Regions from separate parts of the Sus scrofa genome. Here all the other regions are linked to region 2. Evidence: chromatin contacts called from public HiChIP or PLAC-seq data. All regions are on one chromosome and are shown on one strand. Each heading gives the region's core, a stretch centred on a gene start, on an enhancer-like site or on the middle of the called end of the contact. The rest is flanking DNA. Distances are from core to core; before and after follow the strand shown. Region 1 holds the start of MAST3 (microtubule-associated serine/threonine-protein kinase 3). Region 2 holds the start of IFI30 (IFI30, lysosomal thiol reductase). Region 3 holds the start of LOC100736865 (PLASMODESMATA CALLOSE-BINDING PROTEIN 4-like).

The links. HiChIP or PLAC-seq counts read pairs in DNA pulled down with a chosen protein or histone mark.
Region 1: a contact with region 2 is called in an H3K27ac HiChIP or PLAC-seq map of alveolar macrophages. The contact joins the promoter of MAST3 here to the promoter of IFI30 in region 2. A contact is called at or near these places in 10 of 47 Hi-C or Micro-C datasets (blood, brain, embryonic fibroblasts and 5 more) and 2 of 2 datasets of contacts at active chromatin or transcription factors (alveolar macrophages and skeletal muscle).
Region 3: a contact with region 2 is called in an H3K27ac HiChIP or PLAC-seq map of alveolar macrophages, with 2.3 times the contacts expected there. The contact joins the promoter of LOC100736865 here to the promoter of IFI30 in region 2. A contact is called at or near these places in 1 of 5 promoter capture datasets (liver), 17 of 47 Hi-C or Micro-C datasets (alveolar macrophages, blood, embryonic fibroblasts and 9 more) and 1 of 2 datasets of contacts at active chromatin or transcription factors (alveolar macrophages).

What each region holds. Positions count from the first base shown.
Region 1 is chr2:59,697,752-59,702,178 of Sscrofa11.1, forward strand. It overlaps MAST3 (microtubule-associated serine/threonine-protein kinase 3), which reads right to left and starts at 1,617. Exons shown (of 28, transcript XM_021083495.1): 1 at 1,531-1,617. The coding sequence starts at 1,569.
Region 2 is chr2:59,631,770-59,636,244 of Sscrofa11.1, forward strand. It overlaps IFI30 (IFI30, lysosomal thiol reductase), which reads right to left and starts at 1,945. Exons shown (of 7, transcript NM_001131046.1): 1 at 1,760-1,945; 2 at 586-768; 3 at 418-492. The coding sequence starts at 1,879. LOC106507303 (a long non-coding RNA gene) reads left to right here and starts at 1,006. Exons shown (of 2, transcript XR_002341594.1): 1 at 1,006-1,405; 2 at 1,767-3,752. LOC106507302 (a long non-coding RNA gene) reads left to right here and starts at 4,326. Exons shown (of 3, transcript XR_001303188.2): 1 at 4,326-4,475.
Region 3 is chr2:59,555,993-59,560,168 of Sscrofa11.1, forward strand. LOC100736865 (PLASMODESMATA CALLOSE-BINDING PROTEIN 4-like) reads left to right here and starts at 2,915. Exons shown (of 3, transcript XM_005654894.3): 1 at 2,915-3,066. The coding sequence starts at 2,997. It overlaps KIAA1683, which reads left to right. Exons shown (of 2, transcript XM_021083531.1): 2 at 1,066-2,085. The coding sequence ends at 2,001.

The DNA.
Region 1 (4,427 bases), core at 367-2,866, 66 kb after region 2:
GGGCTCAAGTCTATCTGGGGCTCCAGGCGGGGCCTGTTTCCCCACAACACCCGACTGCTCACCAGTCCTGCTGCACCTCCTCCTCTAGGCTCAGGCCCCCACTGCTGTCTCTGACACCCAGCCCTCCCTTTCTGCGCCGAATGTCCTGGTTGGTGGTGTGTGTGTGTGTGTGTGTGTGTGTGTGTGTGTGTGTGTGTGTGTCTCTTCCTTGGAGCTCTACCTTCATTCTCCCTGACCTTGAACCCAAACACATGCAGCTGCCCTTTACCTCTGGAGAAGTTTGCAGTCCTACAACCCGGGTTCAAAAGCCACCTTTCCCCTCCCGCATCAGCTTCACCCCTGTCCTTACTAGGTTCTAGCTTTTTTCAGCCTCTTTCATTTCCCCAAACACCTATCCCCTGCCCTGCCACCAGTGGCTGCCTCTTCTGTCCCAATGCTACCCAGCAACCCTTGGTTCATGTGCCTTCTCCAGGGGTGCCTGAGTGTGCCCATCACAGCAGATCCTCTACAGTGCCACTGCTGCTCAGGGGACCATCTCCCCCAACAGGCTGGGGGATCCAGGAAGGGAGTTCCAGAGGGTGAACCCCTCCTCCCCTGCCCTGCCTCTCCAGAGTGAGGGGAGGGGGCATACAGCAGGCACTTAATAAATGTTTGTCGGGTAAATGTTGAATCCCGGATGCCCTCTGCTTGCAAATGGTGGCTTCTTAAGTGTCGTCTAAACCTCAGAAGGAAATGGCTAGAATGTCTAACTTCCCATTGCACAGATGGGAAAACTGAGGCCCAGTGAAGTCAAAGAAGTTGCCGCCCGCGGTCACGTGGGTTCGAATATCAGCCTCTGCTAGCCCTAACGCCTATGTTCTTATCTCCTGGTGGCACTGCCTCCCAAACATAAACCCGAGGTTACAGGTCAGAAAAGGCCCTTATAGTGAATGGGGAAACTGAGGTTCAAGGAAGCAAGAGGGCCTCCCGCCAACGCCGCTCCCTTCCCAAGCCACACAGCCACTTGGCAATGGTTTGTGCGCCAGAGAGCTGATTAAGGGCGCTGGACTGAATCCCTGCTGGGCCACCTAAGGTTTGTGACTTTCCTAGACTTGAGCCTGTTTCCTTAACTGACGAATGGGTGTCTGGATAGCCCCAATCTCCCCAGCTTGTGTTAAGGGTTGAGCTGAGGCAGGGTGCGGTGGCGCTGCGAAGGCAGGAGGCAAGTTTTAATAAACATTAATTAGTCTTAATATATCACTAGTAAAATGATTAATACAACAATGAATATATGGTGAGCGCTCAAATGCTGCTGGTGGAGAGAGCGAAACCCTCAGCCCCTTTCTCCAACGGAGCCTCACTTTCTCCGTATGTCAAATAGGCATACCCTCTTCCCATCATACGAAAAGCACTTTGAGATGCGAGCGGGAGCCTCCAGAGCGCTTCCCGCCCTCTGCCTCAGTTGCCCCTGGCCAGCCAAAGCCCCCACCCCGACACGAAGGCTGGGTTCACTCCGCCAGCGCCCTCCTCCCGCCCGCGCTGGTGCCTCACCTGGAGCCCACGGCGTCGCAGGAGACTTGGCTCGTCCATGGCCCGCTAGTCCGCACTGCTGGCCGGCGCCCGGCCCCGCCTCAGCCTGCCAGGCCCCGCCACCCCGCGCCATTGGTCAAGCCGGTCAGCTGACGAGCTGTGACCCCGCCCCTCCTTGAGAGCTTTTCTCGAAAGGTCCGCCCACTTTGGGCGAGCCTGCCCCGCCCTTCCAGGCCCCTCCCCACCCCTCCAGCCCAGAAGTAAACATTTTTCAATGAATCTTCCCAGATTTTAGAAATCTTTTTACCAGGTAAACACCTGATTTAAAAAAAAAAAAACTCTTTTGCCAATGAGGAAACTGAGGTTCAGAGAAGTTAATCCATGTGCCCTGGGCCCGCAACAAGGGTGAAGAGTGTGGGGCACTCACCTCCATGCAATATTTAAGGGCCCGCAAATAAATCGGTAATCAAGATATATAATATTTTGGAGTTCTCTTGTGGCGGAGCGGGTTAAGGATCTGGCGTTGTCACTGCAGCAGCATGGGTCGCTCAAACTTTGGCAACGGTTCTATCCTTGGCCCCAGGAACTTCCACATGCCCCAGGGGCGGCCAAAAAAAAAAAAAAAAAAGATATATAGTATTTTAATACAACATTTTAAAGAATCAAAACTAATGCAAAAATGCATAATGAGCTAAACATCAACATTTTAAGTAAAGACAGGATCAAGAGTTCCGCTGTGGCGCGACCGGATTAGCTGTGGTGCAACCAGATCAGGAATGTCTCTGTAATGCCAGGACACGTGTTCAATCCCCGCCCTGCACAGTGGGTTATAGGATCCTTGCCTAATCTGGGTAGGTCGCTATTGCAGCTGGGATCTGATCCCTGTCCTGGGGAAGTCCATAAGCCCGACGGCCAAATAAACAAGTTAATTAAATGAGAGGATCAGACTCTGCCCTTGCATGTCTTTGCCTCCCTTGTCTCATCCCTATCCTGGTCCTTGTTCCAATAAATCTTTATTAACAAGAATAGATTGCCACTGTAGTTGTTAGGTTTTTTTTGTTTGTTTGTTTGTTTGTTTGTTTGTTTGTTTGTTTGTTTTGAGGATAACTGCTTTTGCTGAGTGCCAGCTGAGCACCCAGCCAAGTGCCTCATGAAGACCTCTCACAGGTATTTGACCATCATTGTTCAGTCTGACTTGGCAGAAGGGAAAGGGAGGCTGGGAAAAGTCCAAAGTCCCAGGATGGCACTCACATTCTCTCTTTCACTAGGGCCCCACTGTCTCTGCAGCTGCAATTTTCCTCCTTTACCGCCCTGTTCTGACCAGACATTAGAGAATGTTCTTACATTGGAGGGAACCCTAGGTAGGGTCTCTGGCTAATGACCTGTGAGGTACTGTAGGATCCCACCAAGTTATAGTGGCCAGATTGAGGACATCAAAATCAAGACTTCAAGACAAAACTTGTTTATCTCATCCATGAAATTGACTTGTAATTCACCTACCATAAAATTCACCATTTTAGGGAGTTTCGGGAGGCGCAGTGGAAACAAAACCGACTAGGAACCATGAGGTTGTAGGTTCGATCCCTGGCCTTGGTCAGTGGATTAAGGATCTGGTGTTGCTCTGGCTGTGGTGTAGGCCGGCAGCTACAGCTCTGGTTAGACCCCTAGCCTGGGAACCTCCTTATGCCATGGTTGTGGCCCTAAGAGACCAAAAAAAAAAAATCACCTTTTTAAAGTACACAGTTCTGTGGTTTTTAATGTTCACAGCCCTCTTGTGCAATCATCTAAATTTAGAACACTTTCATCAGCCCCTAAAGAAAACCTATACTGTGACTTGCTTTCGTGGCTGAGCAGTTAACTAACCCTACTAGTATCTATGAGAATGTGGGTTCGATCCCTAGCCTTGCTCAGTGGGTTAAAGATCTGGCATTGCTGTGGCTGTGGTGTAGGCCAGCAGCTGCAGCTCCAGTTCGACCCTTAGCCAGGGAATGTCCATATGCTACAGGTGTGGCCCTAAAAAAACAAAAACAAAGCAAAACAAAACAAACAAAGAACCCTATACTGGTGAGCAGCCACTCCTCCATTCTGTCCCTCCCCTAGTCCCTGGTAACCAGCAATCTGATTTCTCTCTCTATGAATTCGCCAGTGCTGGACATTTCACATAAATGGACTCATGCAAACCTGTGGCCTTTTGTGTCTGGCTTTTTTCACTCATCATGATGTTTTCAAGATTTGTTTACATTGCAGCAAATGCCGCTACTTCATTTTTTTTTATGGCTAAATAGTATTTCAATGCCTGGATAGACATGTTTTGTCTATTGTCTGTTTTGTGATCCATTAACAGACATTTGAGTTTTCCACTTTTTGGCTGTTGCGAATAGTGCTTCTGCGAACATTCATGTGCAAGTTTTTGTGTGGATATATACTTCCAGTTCTCTTGGGTATATACCTAGCAGTGGAATTTCTGAGTTTTTTTGTTTTGTTTTGTTTGTCTTTTTGCCTTTTCTAGGGCTGCACCAGCAGTATATAGAGTTCCCAGGCTAGGGGTTTAATCGGAGCTGTAGCTGACGGTCTATACCAACAGCCACAGCAAAGCCAGATCCAAGCTGTGTCTGTGATCTACACCACAGCTCATGGCAATGCCAGATCCTTAACCCACTGAGTGAGTCCAGGGATTGAACCCACAACCTCATGGTTCCTAGTCAGCTTGTTAACTACTGAGCCACAAAGGGAACTCCTGGAATTCCTGAGTTTTTAATATTTTCAGAAACTACCAGACTATTTTCCAAAGCAGCCACTGTTATGGGTTGAATTGTGTTCTCCCAAAATTGATAAGGTGAAATCCTCCACCCTCAGTACCTCAGAATGTAATTGAATTTTGGAGACAAGGCCTTTATTTATTTATTTATTTATTTATT
Region 2 (4,475 bases), core at 695-3,194:
GACAAAACCAACATAGAGAATGAAGAAGTGATTAAATGGAGGCACACAGGAAAAAGAATGGCGCTTGTGGCAATCCCTTCTTTTTCTTTTTTTTTTTTTTTTTACATTTAGAAAGTGGGGGACCAGGAGGTACTCTGTTCCTCTGTTCCGTAGAACAAAGGCACCTAGGCTTTAGCCCACATGACTTTTATTAAGGAAGGTGATGAGATTATTATTAGTGGGATTAAGGAAGGTGGCAAGATTAGTGGGCAGGAACAGGCATAGGCAATATTGATTGAGGTTATCTTCTTAGTGATATCAAAGAGGGTATCCTTAGGACATAAGGCAATCCCTTCTGAGTCTTGATTTCACCTTCCTTATCACCAGTAGACTCCTCAGCCTCTATGCCCCCCACTCGGGAACTCTGGGGCTGCTCACCTCCACCTTGTTCATCTTGCACTCCTGCTCGCCGTGCTGGCACGTAAATTCCCACCTGCCGCTGACATTTCGTTCCTGAAAGGCAATGGGGTAAATGCTGGCTGCCCCCCACCAGCCGCATTCCCTTCCCCTGGCCGAGTGCCCCCAGTTTCCCTGGTGCCCACACACCTGGGCGTTTCCATAGGGTACCAGTGTGACATTGAGGATTTCCCAGACCATCAGCCACGTGGGGAAGAGCTCTCGGACTAGGAAGTACCGGCAGCCATTGCACAGCGACTCATAGTAGAGGTTCACGTTGACAGGTGGAGGGTCAGACTTCCCCACGGGTCTCTGCAGGCATGGCTCACCGGCCTGCGTGGGAGAAAGGGGTGTGAAATCAAACGAAGTCCTGCTTGGTTCTCTTGCAGAAAAAGAGCTGCAAACAGGAAGTGATACACTCCTTCCAGACCTTGCCAGATGGAATCCTGACTTAAAGGCTTCACAGCATCCCTAAATCTTCCTAAATCTCAGTCTGTCTGCAAAATGGATGTGAAAAAGATTCGAAAACAGTAGGCAGTTCATGTATGCACAAGTCTTGCTTTCCTCCAGGTTAGGTGAAACTCCCCACGCGGGGGGACTGCAAGCAGTAAGAATTCAAGGCATGCTCACTTCTGATCCCTGCCGTCAATCCTGCCTTCTGAGCGGTGCGTACCGCGAAAGCATGCTCATTTGTCACTTCATCCCCAGAGCCCTGGCCGGGAGCTGAGCGAGCGTCTATACCCGCGCTGACTCCTTTTTAAATTCTTCCTCTCAGCGGGCTCACTGAACCCCTCCCAAGGCTACTGCAGAGGCGGCGCCTAATAGGTGCTGACTTCCGGCTACAGCTGAGGGGTGGCGGTCGCCCGCGTCTGTGAGCAAGTCGCTCAGACTCCGGGGCATCTGCTTCCTCCGCACCAGAAACACGCGAGCTCCTCCCGGGAGCCCCTGACGAATGCGGGTGGGCGCTTAGGTAATCCGGGCTTCCCCTGGGCTGAAAGAGAGATTCTGATTCCCGCTCCAGAGGTACACAGTAGGTGCTCAATGCACCCTGGGATGGGGTGGGGGAATTGCGGGGGGTGGGTGGGGGAATTGCGGGGGGATGGGTGGGGGATAGCTGAGCGACTCAGATTTCAGAAGGAAGCGAAAGAGAAAGGAAAGTGTGACCAGCGAGGCGGGGTGTTTTTTGAGGGGGTCAGTACCGATCCGAGAAGCACCTTCCCGAGCCCGGTCGACTCCGCCGAAGTCTGGGGAGAGGGGAGGAGCCGCCGGCCCCCTACTGGGGCGCCAGTCCCCGCTGTCCCTCCCGCCGAGTAGCCGTCCCTACCTTGCAGGGGGCCGCCCCCTGGAGGAGTGACTGCAGCGGGGACGCCGGCGCTGCCGCGGGGACCTCCAGCAGCAGCAGCAGCAGCAGAGGCAGGAACGGCAGGAGAGGCGACGAGGCCATCACGACGGAGGGGCCAACGTACGACGGCAGAAGCAGCTGCCCCGGGAAAGAGCCGCCTTTAAGCCGGCGGTGGCCCAGCCCCCCTGCCGAACCCGCCCCCTGGTGCCCACGCCCCTCGGGGGCCCGGGCGGCGTCTCTAAGCATCTCGACTTCTCTCTCTCTTTCCTTCTTTCTCTTTCTCTCTTTCTTCTCTCCTCTCTCTCCCTCTCTGGGTGTACCTTTTCCACCTGAGCTCCACCCTACCCCCACCCCCACCAGGTGCTGGGCCCCCAGTCGCATGGACCATGAGCTGCTCTTCGATCTCCCCCGTCCCTTTCCCGCAATCAGCCCCGACCAGCCGTGTGAGGCTTGAGCATCTTGAGCAGAGGTGAGGTGGGGGCTTAGAGACAGAGACACAGCAAGACCGAGAGTTAGGAGGGCCACTCTGGGCCCAGGGATCCCTCTTGGGGGCGGCCAGGTTGACCTAGCCCCGCCCCGCCTCCCTAGCCCAGAGACCCTGCCTTCCCACCCTGTGCTCTGATGTGGGTGGGGGTGGCCGATCCTCTGCCTGAGAGTGGGCAGGGGCTGCCGCATCCCCGTTCCCTCCCTCTAGCCTGGCCCAGGACCCTTCTTCCCAACTTTCTCCCCCTCCCCCTCTCAGGCTCCCCAGCCCTGAAGCTCCAGATCCAACAGCGTGGTCCCGTGAGGCTGACTCAGGCTTGGCCACAGCTGGGCCAGAAAGCAGAAGCCAGAGCAGGGAGGGGCACCTCCCTTCTCTTGGTCCCCCACTCCTGGCTTGGGGGTGGGAGAGAAAAAAATCTGGCATTTCTTCTTTCTATCCTCCAGGGCTTGGGGAGAGCAGGCCATCCCTCCTTTCAGCCAGCTCCCTTGCTGGAGGAGAAGCCGAGTCGGAGCAGTCATAACTGAAAGCCTATAGTGTGTACATGGGGTGGGGGTGAGGGATCAGCCCGTGGAAGACCCAGGATGGCAGGAATCAGCCAGAGCCAGGTTTGCCCTGGGACTGTGCTGGGCACCTCAAGTGGTGGAGCCTCAACTTCCCCTTCTGTAAAATGGGAGAAGTGAGGTTTGGGAAATAAAGCTACCAGAGGGAGAGTTGCCCCAGGCTGCGGGTAGAGGTGGCACATCTGGGTTTGTAAGCCTGGGAAGGTGTGGACAGGACAGCAGTGTGGGAGGGAGGAAAGAATGGCCCAGATAGGAGTTCCCATCGTGGCTCAGTGGTTAACAAATCCAACTAGGAACCATGAGGTTGCGGATTCGATCCCTGGCCTTGCTCAGTGGGTTAAGGATCCAGCGTTGCCATGAGCTGTGGTGTAGGTCGCAGACCTGGCTTGGATCTGGTGTTGCTGTGGCTCTGGCGCAGGCCGGCAGCTACAGCTCCGATTAGACCCCTAGCCTGGGAACTTCCATATGCCGTGGGTGCAGCCCCAGAAATGGCAAAAAGACAAAAAGATTAAAAAAAAAACAAACAAAAAAAAAACAGTCCAGATAAAGGCGAGAAGGCTGGGAGTGTCAGGGAAGTAACTGAGACATTCAGACTTTGTAGGGCCTTGACGGGACAAGGGTCTGGATTGCACGGGAGGAAACACCCATCCCTGGCCCAGAAAACAGCCCAGTCCCCCAGCCTCCCTAGCCTGGTCCCTTCCAGTTCTGGGGAAACCCCAGCCTGCATGGCCACATTCATGGAAGCTGGGGTTCCCCTGAAGTCCCCAATAGCTGGACAATCCCCCATCTGACCTTTTGGAGCCATTCACAAAACCCATTTCCTTTGTAGAAGCTTCTGCAAGACTAAGTAACCCCGCTTGGGGCAACTAGTGGGCGCTCCATGCTGTACTGGGCAGGACAGAAAAAATAACAATAAACAGAATTGCTACGATTTTCCCAGTGGTTATTAAGCCCCAGCCCTATAGCAGGAATTCATAAACCTCACACATTTGATCATGGAACCCTCAGAGATAGCCATTGGAGGTGGGGGTAAGCAACTATTGACCCAACTTGGTAAGAGGAAAAATTTTTTTTAAACATTGTTATTTATTTATTTATTTTTTACAGCCGCACCTGTGGCATACGGAAATTTCCAGGCTAAGGATCAAATCGGAGCTGCAGCTGCCGGCCTGCACCACAGCCACGGCAATACTGGATCTGAGACCTATGCTGCAACTGCGGCAATGCCAGATCCTTAACCCACTGAGCAAGGACAGGGATCAAACCTGCATCCTCAAGGACACTATGTTGTGGACCTTTTTTTTTGCTTTTTTAGGGCTGCACCCTCAGCATATGGAAGTTCCCATGCTAAGGGGTTGAATCAGAGCTACAGCTGCCAGCCTACGCCACAGCCAGAGCCATGTGGGTTCTGAGCCACATCTGCGACCTACACCACAGCTCCTGGCAATGCCAGATCTTTAACCCACTGAGCGAGATCAGGGATCGAGCCTGCATTCTCATGGATACTAGTTGGATTCACTTCTGCTGCGCCGCAGCAGGAAATCCACTAGGTTGTATTCTTAACCCACTGAGACATAACAGGAACTCTGGTTAAGAGGAAACTGAGGAGCAGAGAAGGGAGGAAACACGGTTGAGTGCGGGTACCAGCTTAAGG
Region 3 (4,176 bases), core at 1,665-4,164, 75 kb before region 2:
TGGTTGTACCATAGTCCCCTGGCAACTGATATTGACTACAGCCAAGAATTCCCTGCAGAGGATGAGACACTTCCCAAAGGTCAAAGGCCACTGTTGGAGGAGGTGGCTCCCAGCCAAGCTAAGACTGTGACCAGTGGCGTGGCCTCTGTCCCTTCCCAGTCCCCAAGTTTTGCCAAGCACCCCATGGCCAGTGGTGGTCCCCCAACTCTGCAGCAGAGGTCAGCAACCAGCTGGAGGGTCCCCAGTTCCCACTTTGTGGCTGCTAGTGGGGTTCCTGATGTGCAGATGGAGTCTGTCAAGGGCACTGGGGCCCCATTGGCTCATCAGCAGGCATCAGTGCCTCCTGCTGCACCCCAGAGGCCCTCAGTGGCTCACATCACACCCCAGAAACCTTCAGCTTATCAAAAGTCTTTGGTGGCTCACATTGTGCCCCAGCGCCATTCCCATAAGATGATGGCTTCCACCGCGGTCTCAGGGTCACCCAAGCCGGCCCATAGTGATTCTATGGCATCCAGTTTGCACCGAGGGTCTGTGGCTGGGATAGTGACTCCAAGCACCCCCCAGAGATCAGGGTCCACCAGCATGGCCTCACAGGTGCCTCTTCATCCATCTCTGGCTAGAGGGGTAGAGGCCGGGGGGTTCCAGAAGCCAGTGTCCAGGGGTCTGATTCAGAATGGCCATGGGTCCCTTGGCCCTAGAAAGTCCTACAGGGCCATGCATGATATCCCTGCCTCAGAGATGCCAAGCAGTTCTGAGGCCCATACCGTGCCCCCCCATCAGGAGCAGGAGGATGCCCCCAGGTCCTTACAGGAAGTTCCACGCCCTTCCACAGGTGCGGTGCCGGCCATCATGCCAATAATCCGCACTGGTGAGGCGGCACACGGCGTGGCCATCACTAGGCTGAACCCGGGGGTTCGCAGGGTGTCTCTTGGCTATGAGTCTTCACCAGATGGTTCCCGGCGGCCCCTTTTTAGCCACGAGTCGCCGCTGGTGTCTCAGGATTCTCTTAGTTCCAGGGCTCCTTTGGACAGTCACCAGCCATCCCTGACTCCCGCTGTACTCCAGGGCCCTGAGGACGCTGGCGTGTCTGGTGGCCAAGCGTGGAACTCCGCCATCCCCAGTGTCGCAGTCGGGCCCAGGAACAGCACCATAGTCCCTGGTGGCACATGGGAGCCAGCCAGGGGCACTGTGCCATGGGAGGCCACGGGCGGCAAGGCGGCGGTGGATCCCAGCCAGCCAGGGGAGCTGGTGGCGTCGGTGCAGGCTGTGGAGAAGATAATCATCCATGCCGCGGTCATTATCCAGGCGTGTACGCGCGGCTACCTGGTGCGCCGTACCATCAAGGTGTGGCACCAGTGGGCCATCATCATCCAGGCTGCCTGGCGAGGTTACTGCGTGCGGCGGGACTTGGCCCAGCTCTGTAGAGCCGCCACAATCATCCAGGCTGCGTGGAGAGGCTTCTGCGTCCGCCGGAGCCACACCCAGCAGATGCTGCTCCCAGCTGTGTGGGCTGCAGTGGGCGGGGGTGGGGGTGGGGCCAGGTCAATATCTGACCACCGCTGCTACCAGTCCTGCCAGCCACACGCTTGTAGCCTCTGCCAGTCCCTGAGCTCTGGGCTGGGGAGCCCACCCAGCGTGGTGATGCTTGTGGGTTCCAGCCCCCGTACATGCCACATGTGTGGCCACACCCTGCCCACGCGGGTGGTGCAAGGTACCGGCCGGGGTGCTGTAGTCCAGGCCAGCATGCCACGGGGCTGCAGCATCCAGCCAACCTCCCGGAGCCCCCCGCAACCCCATAGCCAGAACAAGGCAGCCACCACCATCCAGTCCTCCTGGAGGGGCTTCAGGGTACGCCGCCAGCTGAAGCAGCAGCAGGTAGCAGCTAAGATGCTTCAAGCGAGCTGGCGTGGTCGCTGCACCCGGGCCTCCCTCACCACGGATGCGCTCTTGGGCCCAGCAGCATGGGACAACTCACGGCACACGCAGTGGCCAGGCGTCTAGGACATTGGCTTACCGGTGGGGGGACACCAGGGCAGGAGCCATGTGGCTCTCTGGGTCTAATGAATAAAGCCCTCCACAGCCTGAGTCTTGGTCTACCTGTGCTTATGGGGCATCTTGGGCATGGTGTGTTGGGGGAATTAGGGGGGCATCTGGAACATCCTGGACAGGAGGGCCCCAAAACTTCCAACCATGGAGTTGGCACTTGGGGTCTGTGGCTGGGGAGCCCACCCCTAAGCCTTTCCTGGAGGTCAGGGCTGCCACTGTGGCCTCAGTGTGCCACGATATCCATCCATGATTACAGGAACAGTGTCAGATGGAGGCCATCCCCAGTGCCTTCCAGAAGCCAGTCTCTGGGGACCTGACCTAGAAGGGCCGTCATGAGTCCCTTGGCCCTTGAAAGTCCTATGGGTGCATGCATGTGTGCCTCATTCAGGAAATACCAGAGAGAGTTCTAGCCACATCTTGATCCAGGGCATGGGGGGGTGGGGGGAGGCTGGGTCTACCTCAAGGGACCCTAGTCTGGGTGAGGGAGAGCCAGACACAGACATCCTTAGTTGGTGGGATCAGGGACAGGGCAGAGAGGGAAGGCAAGGGCTGGGGACACCCAGAAGGGGCAGCCTGCCCAAGAGGAGGTGCAGCGGGCGGTGACAGCATGAGTTTGGAGCAGCCACAGAGGGGGACCAGAGCGGCGGGGGCACCAGGGGGAACTGGAAGGGGTAGAGGTGTCCTGAGGGACTAGGCAGAGTGTAACTGCTTCAGAGTCATGAACCAGGAGAGTTCGTTAGGAGAGGTGGGTAGGCCAGATGGAGAAAGGGGGTCAGGAGTGTCACCTCTGGTGAGCAGTAGCGCCCCCTGGAGGCCCTATGTCCCGAGGGTCCGCCTCTGACGCTCCCCTGAGCAGCCCCGCGTGCTGCCAGCAGGGGACGCGCAGGGGTAAGAAGCCGGCACCTGCCACACACCTGTGCAGAGCCCGCCCTCCGCTTCCCGTCGCAAGAATGGCGGGCTCCCAGCTGCCGCCGCTGCCTCTTCTGCTGTTGGTTCTCTTGCTGCCGCTGATACCTTCTGGTGAGAATTTTCTACTGACATTTCAGGTAAAAACAGGTAAAAAGGAGATCCGGCTTCCACGAAGCCGGAGAGGGCGTATGGCCTAGCCACACATCTGGCGGCTAGACTTCTCCCGCAGGCTGGTCTGCAGGTGCCCCCTATCTCCCAAAGGGCTGTTCTTTCTACCAGAAGTAAGGTGGGGAGGTCACGAGAACAGTGGGAACACTACAGCGTCTCCACCCCCTACCCCAGCCCAGAGAGCTCCCAGTTTTGCCAAGCCAGCGTGACCCGAACCAGGGAGAGGCTAGTTGAGTGCCTCACACCCAGTCTGAGGTTCTATTTCAAACCTCAGTTTCTCCTAGCCAGTCCTCAAAGAGTAGGGACGCCAGGACCATGAGGAGGCGGGGTGGGCAGGAGGAGGGCTCACTTTTTGGTCACTGAGCATCTATGGCCCCTGGGAGTTCTTGGCGCCTGACAGTTACTTTCTGCTTCACTTTGAGACAGTTCCCAGGGCAGAGAAGAAATTATTGCAGCCCTTCCCATCCCACCAAGTCATCATTCCCTCTGACCCACGTCCCCACCCCAAACCTGGAATGTCAGAGTGGCGGCCACCAAGCCTGAGACTCTTACAGCGAAGACTTCACTCAGAAGGCAGTACATTTGTCCCCATTTCATAGCTCAGGAAACTGAGGCTCAGCCTGTGGTGGACCCAGATTAGAACTAGTTGACTTGGCTCATGCCAGCCTCCTGGTCCAGGAGTCTCTGGGCAAGGCAAACTCCTGGCACAGTGTGCAGAAACAGCCCCACTTTACCTTCTGGTCAACTCTGCTCTGTGCCAGGTACTCAGTGGAGCTTGTGCCCCCACCACCACCTCCTCTTTCCAGGTCCATTAGTTTTCCTCCGTTCAATTGAAAAATTTAACTCCTCAGACGTCTGGTTTGGCTTAGGGTCCACTGTGGCCCGAGTCATCTTCATTTCAGCAGAAACCTCTCGTCCTCTGGATTCATCTTCAAATGATGGTGGGAGGCAGTTTGGGGAGGCTGGACTCTTAAGTCCTTGGTTTCTTTGAGGTCCTTAAGGGGCCCTCTTCCCTCTCTCTCTGTCACCTCAGGCCAGATGTTAAACTATTCT